2 separate regions of the Zea mays genome follow, and region 2 is linked to region 1. The links are chromatin contacts, called in public Hi-C maps. All regions are on one chromosome and are shown on one strand. Each heading gives the region's core, a stretch centred on a gene start, on an enhancer-like site or on the middle of the called end of the contact. The rest is flanking DNA. Distances are from core to core; before and after follow the strand shown.

The links. Hi-C and Micro-C count contacts between places; a contact is called where the count stands out from the background.
Region 2: a Hi-C map of ear shows a contact between it and region 1, with 1.6 times the contacts expected there. The contact joins the enhancer-like site here to the promoter of LOC100282563 in region 1. A contact is called at or near these places in 2 of 25 Hi-C or Micro-C datasets (ear and endosperm).

What each region holds. Positions count from the first base shown.
Region 1 is chr4:229,482,900-229,486,691 of Zm-B73-REFERENCE-NAM-5.0, forward strand. LOC100282563 (metabolite transport protein csbC) reads right to left here and starts at 2,209. Exons shown (of 15, transcript NM_001155471.1): 1 at 1,981-2,209; 2 at 1,641-1,727; 3 at 1,437-1,545; 4 at 1,271-1,338; 5 at 1,043-1,175; 6 at 1-27. The coding sequence starts at 1,722.
Region 2 is chr4:229,842,327-229,846,112 of Zm-B73-REFERENCE-NAM-5.0, forward strand. No RefSeq gene overlaps it. Among protein-coding and RNA genes, the nearest start is that of LOC109945636, 32 kb to the left of the region's middle. Within about 2 kb of position 1,540, at least 20 of the 20 cell types and tissues checked have an H3K27ac peak or open chromatin away from gene starts, as enhancers often do. A contact at or near this core is called in ear and endosperm, where this site is marked.

The sequences.
Region 1 (3,792 bases), core at 959-3,458:
ATACCCTCCAAACTATTGGAGAGAGCACTGCAATTGTATGATATTGTTTTAGTTACTTCTCATCATTAGCAATATTCTTATTCTAGGGCTTCTGTGAGTGGCCAAAGAGCTTTCACAGTGCCCACAACCACATGACAATGTAACAGGTAAACTAAGTTTAACCCATATTTGGAACAACTGCACGATTCTTACAGGACCATCACATTATGATCATTAAACATTCCTGCACAGTTTGCTTCGCAAGAGAGTTCGAATTTTAACCGACTGCTGCTGTTTTACATAACAGCATTGTTCGGTTACTTTTTGTTAATAAGAAAAAATGTATTGTTTCTTTGGCTGGACGAGGAGCTTCCTGTGCCCACATGATACCATGACAAGTAGACTCCACGTACCTCATATGAAGTAGCCTAACACAGCTGTCAGGACTATCATATTCATGGTTCATCTCCTAAGTCTTAATAAAGTTAAATTGCAAAACATAATGATTAATTCATGGATGACTCAAGCCGTGTGCTGGTAAAAACATATGTAGATACTTTACCCACAATTCAACTTTTCAATTCTACAGAAGCACCAATAGACCAGCAACCAGTCAGGAGAACACCACTTGTTCCAGTCAAAAAAGTCAATGTTTCAGCAATTCCACAGGCTATTAGACCATAAAAATAATTTTTCATCTCATAAGTCCAACCAAAGCATAATCCAAATTTTTAAGCCGTTGGAGCTCTCATTTGTTGCACCACGTTCCAGGAGAAACAGGAAAGGTAAGAGTTCTTGAACCCATATTGAACTATTCAGCAATTGAAACAGCATGACTAACACCAGTCCAAGAGACCAATTCACCAGCAAGCCAATCACCAGGTGGTATACCCCAAGGTCCATGGAGTAGTACATAATTGTTTGACAAAAAAATTAAACAACTTCTGCTGACCCAACCAAAGAATAATGAATGTTAGCAAGTGGCAATTAAATAAAACAGTAAACCAACCAGTGACAGAATCTAGTGAAAGCGAAAGACAAATCAAGTAACACATAATGTCACCTTATGGCAGCACCAATAATCATAGGCAGCGCACTGAGCTGGAACGCACGGCGTCGCCCAATACCATCTGCGATGGAGCCGCTGAAGAGGCACCCAACAAAAGCTCCTCCCAAACAGATACTCACCACGAGCCCTGCACCCAACAGAAGCCCAAGCACAACATGAGCCTAATAATAAGTAAATAAACTGACCAAAACCACCACAATTAGCAGAAGAAGTGCACCGTACCTTCAGCAAGAGTGTTGCCGGCGAAGCCAAGGTCAGCGGAGATGACCTCCAAGGGCTCGTTCACCACCCTGCGTCATCACCATCAAGGCACCAAATGAGCACGACTTTCAGATGAGGGCAATAGAGCAATCAAAAGTGCTGAAAACGTGGGCGGAAGGCCACGCACCCGGAGTGGTATCCAAAGAGGAACGAGGTGAGCGTGGCGACACAGACATGCGGCAACGACATGCGCCACGACGGCCCCGCGCCGCTGCCGCCGCCGTCCGTCATTCTCACTGCAGACATGGAAATGGGAAAATGAAATGAGATTCAAATCTCACCATAAATTAACCGGTGGTAAGAGGAACCGGGGGAAACATGCGGCACGAACTTGGCGTCTCGACGTCGGGTTCCATGGCGGTTTCCCTGGACGGCACGCGCTTGTAGACGGAGGAGTTAAGCTTCCACCGCATCGCCGCTGATTCCACAGAGACCAATAAGCGATTAAGCGATTCGGCCGCAGAACCAGTGCACCATGGGGAAGGGATTGGAGGGTTCGGGAATGAGGACCCAGCTCGGGGGGTGAGAGATCTGGGCCGGTCCCAGGGGAGGAAGGTGAGCGACGTGGGAAGGAGGAGCCGAGGAGGGGGCGGGCGGGCGGGCGGGACGGTGTATTAATAGCGGCGGTTAAGTAAATTAATCGGGAGTGGGACTGTGGGAGGCTTGTTTACCTGGCCACCGCGTGCGCCTGCATCAGATCGCGCGGGGGAGGCGACGTGTCCGCCGTGCGTGCTAGTGTAAGTGAGGGCGGAGGCGGCGCCGGATCTGGGGAGGACGGAGGGGGGGTTGCTTCGGCGTTGGCCCGGGTGGGTTTGGTGACGGAGCACGTAGACCGAGTGGAGGTGGTGGAGCGGTGGAGGCCTGCCTGCCGAGCTGCTTGCGGTCGCGGAGATCGCGGGTGGGAGGTGGGGGAAGGCCGGAAGGGAAGCTTAAGGACGCCGTGCCGTGATGAGGTCGTGCTGCCAGGCCAACACGGGGGTGACACGCAGCAAGCCACCTTTGCTTTTGGAAGATACTACACTGCTGTCGTCTGTCGGTTCCTGCGGCAGGAGGAGCGCACGGTGGAGGGAAAGGCATTTGCGTGCTAGCCCTTGACATTATTGAATTTACAAGAGGCAGAAAAAAAGCTTACACCAATTGTTTCCAAACTTATTCTGTTGTTCAATAATCAATATCAATAATCATCAATAATCAATATAATCTATCACTTTAAATTTTGCAAAATTCAACCAACCAAATCACTCGCACACTCATAACCACCACTAAATCCACCAAACAAATTACATCTAGAATTAACACACATCAAAATGAATGGTTCATATCGCTAGATAACTTTATCTCATCTGCTCATTTAAATCCAATGAACAATAATATTTATATCACCTCTCATCACTCTCTCTGCGACCCGCTATCCTAGCCTCCTCTGTCTCATCTCACTCATGTCACCGCTGCTGTCGAACCATCCCTCACTGGAATCATAGTGTTAACACGTAATACATGCTAGTGTAAAATAACATCCGAGTCTTTGAACTCTTGAAATGTATTTTTCTAGGTTCCTTAAACTCATGTTGATATGGTATAAGATAAGACCCTCTTAGGACTATACTCATGTATACACGAAGATATACGGGAGGATATTTTACATGACATATAATATAACAGCACTATCGAAATTAGGGACGAGAGAAGAGGATTAGCTATATTCAAGAGCGACCCACGTGAATAAATGATGTATTGTACGGTGTAGCTTATACATAAAAAATCATTTTGTGACGGGTACATAAGAAGCATATATTAGCTCGAGGATTAGGACTATCATAAATCATAATCTCATCCAGATATAACAAGACCACAACCGCCATAAGGTCGATCTTAACATGCAACTAATTGCAGCCTTGTGGAATTAAAATAGGTTAAAACATAAATGTTCTTGGACGACTAAAAAACATTTATAGGCACATCATTCGTTGATGGCTAAAGTCTCTAGTAGTATATAAAGCATCAGTTTTTATGGTCGCTGTGCTTCCCATAATTAAATAGTAAAAGTTAAAATTATATATAAATTAAGATTCGAATCATAGTTGTTCATTCTAAACCCACATTCACATCGATCTCAACAGAACACACATGTCTCTATATTTGATATTCTATATTTATAAATGCATATGTAGCAATGTACGTGCACTTTGCTAGTATGCCACAAAATGCTGGTTTCTACTGTGGACGACACCGACCGACAACGTGGGTGAACTCGCGAACCGACCTGGCTTCAACGTCGGTTGGTTCAATCGGGCGAGATGGCCAGTCTAATTTATATCGATCGTTTTGAAGCTAAATCAGTCGGTACCGTCTAATGCGTTAGAGAATCAGTCGGTATCGATCTGAACCGGTTTATACTGACGACAGATTATTGCCACGTGTCGTCTTTTGATTGGTTTGCGTCGTTCTAACTGTTTGTTTTAAACGTCTATTTTTAAAGTCTT
Region 2 (3,786 bases), core at 290-2,789, 360 kb after region 1:
CCCACCCTACTCTCAGTCATCCGTAGGGCTGGAAACGAGCCGAGCCGAGCTCGGCTCGGCTCGGCTCGACGTGGCTCGGTGCAGCTGCGAGCCGAGCCAGGCTCGGCTCGGTCATTTTGCGAGCCCGACCTAGAGGCTCGGCTCGGCTCGGTAACGGCTCGCGAGCCAGCTCGAGCCAGCTCGCGAGCCTCACACTAAATCACGTTTAGAGTATAAATTATATATTTTTATTATATATAAGATAAAAAAATTATGTATAATATATTTTTAGACTACAATATAAGTGTATCACGTATCAAGTTCAAGAAATTCAATAAAATAGTTCAAAACGTAGCAATAATATGGTATAATAGTATACTTGACGTTGTTAGCTCGGCTCGCGAGCCGGCTCGCGAGCTGGACCGAGCCGGCTCGGCTCGGCTCGCAGTTCTGGCGAGCTACAAAATCAGGCTCGGCTCGGGCTCGTTTTGGCTCGCGAGCCGGCTCGAGCCGAGCCGAGCCTCTCCGAGCCCGAGCCGGCTCGTCGAGCCCGAGCCAAATTTCCACCCCTAGTCATCCGCTTCGAGATTGATAGCCCGGATCTTATTACACGAAGAGGAGCATATTACAACCTAATCAGAGCCGTCCAAGGGGATATCAACAACTCAGATAGTGCGCTTTCTACTTCCACTCTGGTCTGCTCAATCTCCATTGCTCGCCCCCAGGTTCGTTTACCTCCAAAGCTGATCGAGCACTACGGCGCGACTCATCAATGGCAGTCGCCCAGCCGGAACGACGACCAGCGCACCAATAGCCCAAACACCATCCACACCCCACAACCACCATGATTAATAGGACAGTTTGATTAAGTTAACTTACTGGCAATCGATGGTGCCTGAGAGCAGACGAGTGCCCGCGGCCGCTTGGTCGTGACCACGGCGTCGTTGAGCCCCTCTCGCCCAAGGCGAGGAATAAGGTTCTGTTACTTTCGACGGTGACGATTTCTCCTGTTTGCACCATGGCGAATCAATCGATCCTCACCCGTTTATGCCCTACGGTCACGGATTCGCCATGATGCAGATTTCCATAGCTCCAAGTTGGCCGCCTGGGTGGTGCCGCTGCCCGAGTCCCATGTGGGTGCGTCACACGTGGTGGTGTGGGCGCAATCGGTGGTCGGGCGAGCCGCGAGCGGTAGATAGCGGCGTGGGGGTAGAAGGGCCAAGGCGCTAGGGTCCCAACGCGCGCGCACATGGTGGCTGTGAGGTCCTGGCGGCCGACCGGTGACAGCCAGCCTCGGTGCTCTGCGGGTCGCGACGGCGTGATGCCATGCTTTATGGGGGAATGGGCGAGTCCGCACCAAGGAAGTCGGTAGAAGGTCGCGCAGAATCCTTGGGGATCTGGTGGAGGTTGTTGCGATCCGGCGTTGATACGGTGTTGTGCAGAGCTTGGAAGAGATAAGAAAGAAGGGATACACGCTGACATGCCAGGCCCACACCCCAAACACCATCATCAGATACCACGTGGGAGGGAGATAGCTTTGGGCCCTACTTGTCACTGCCTTCGTGTAGTGCAGAGGCTGCCCAGTGGGCCCCGCCCGTCAGGCCGCAGGTGCCTGCGCACAGATGGGCTGGGATGAGGGGACGCTGGGCTAAAAGAGTAGGAGTGGGAGTGGGCCATGACGGGGAAATCGGCCCACACATGTTCTTACTCTCTTTTTTTGTTTCATTTTCTAAAATCCAATTTGGCTCCAAATTTCAAATGTGAGTTTTGGGTTTTCATTTCCGATTTAATGCACAATCAAAATCCAGCATGGATGGCCATATGCATATTTTTTAATTCATTTATTCATTTCCCTATTTAAGTACATGCTTCTAGATATGCACTTTACACATAAATAGTTATTTTTAGAAAAATAATTTCTAAGGTATTGTTTTTGTCCGGGCATGATTTAAATTAAATACTTTTGAAGAGTACTTATAAGTATATTTTCCAATAAAGGAATAACTAAAATCATATAGGGGTACTTTTATTTATTAGGGACCATGTTTGGATTAGTAGATGTAATTCCAAAGGGAACAAAGTTCTAATTGAAAGGCATTTTAATTTAAATTTATCTGAGAGTTTTATCAGATTACCTAAAATATGATTTTGAGGTGGTAAAGTTGGTATGAGTACTCTATTAATTCTATTAAGCCTTAGGCCAGGATATCATCATCCCATGGGCCAAGATATTACATCCTCTCCGTGAGAAAAATGAAATTGTCGTATTCCGAAGCTTCATGAAAGCTGGGTCGTGGTTCCCTTTGCATAGGATGCTGGTTGAAATCTTGAAAAAGTTTGAAATCTTTCTTCATCAATGTCACACCTGGTTTTGGAAGGCAAACCGAATGTGAATCATGTACGTGCCAGGATCAGAAACTCACGTACACAATGATTACATAATTGGACATCATCACACATTGCTCAAAGTAAATAGCGGAAAGGTACTTTTATGACATCAAGATGTCCAAGATATCCACAAAATCTATAACATAGTCATTTAATATCATCAAAGTGCGGAATACGAAACGTAGTAGATAAGGCCTTCACAGGCAACTGACTGGGGGTTTGCCACTAACATAACTAAAACCCGTCGTAGTCCTGGAACTCCTCAAAGTCCTCCATGTTGCCTGCATCTCCTCCTGAGCATTGAATAAAGCGGGGACAACCTCGGGTGGGGTGGTTTTTAAAGCAAGGGTGAGTACACATCAACGTACTCAGCAAATGTCCCATTTGGCTAAAGTGGACTAGCTGTATTTGAGTTAAGGTTAAGAATTTGCTTTTAGTTGGTCAAGTATTTATTACTAATAGTAGAGCCAAATTTTAGTAGTAAACCTAGTTATTACCCAAATGTACTCCCTCCAAGAGGAAATACTAGAGATCATAATTGTAACCATCATCATAAAAGTATCCAAAGTTCTTCTAATCAAAGAGGATCCTAAGGCCGCTCTTAACTGTGAGCACGACTGATATACCAGTTTCTAACACTCTATAGAGGTTCACACTTTACCCACAAGTCATGATTCCCATTCTGCCTGGAGATCATGACTCTCCATTGATCACTGCCAAGGTGACCTAGTAGGGTCTCACTACATAGCATTTACAACGATTCCCTAGAGGTCATAGCCGCCCGTTAGGATTCCCCAGTTTGATAAACACAACACTTCTCCCCATAGGAAGGGTGACTAACAAAGCCAAATCAAAGAACCCCTACAACCAGCCTCGACAGAGCAACTACTATGCCCGGACCCCATTGATGGCCCTACGGCAAAGACAACTACACCTCAAGTTCCTCTAATTAATCAGCTAAGGGCATCCCATTTCACCCTCATGGTTGTACAGTTATCCCAGGTGGTCACTCAACGAATAGGTCCTTACGGAGAGGTACTCAGGAAACAGCCTGAGCCCCCTAAAGTATCACAAGATCATCATCGGGATAACATCATCGTATCATTAATATTCACATCATGTTCGTTGATTAAGTTAAAGCAATAGCATAAAGCTAACCATGATAACCCAAAAAGGTAAACTAGGATAAGGTAAACTAGGATAATGTGGGATGGTGAATTATAAAGTATATAGGACATAATAGGTCAGAGGACACTTGCCTTCACTAGGTTGTTGCTCAGGAAGATCTTCGGCAACACACTCAGGAACCACGGGCTGCTCGTTGTCTAAACAAAGTGATCATGCATTCAATACATTTGGATAAAGATAAAGAACAATACACCAAACAAATGCGATCAAGTGAACACAAGTTTGACAGGG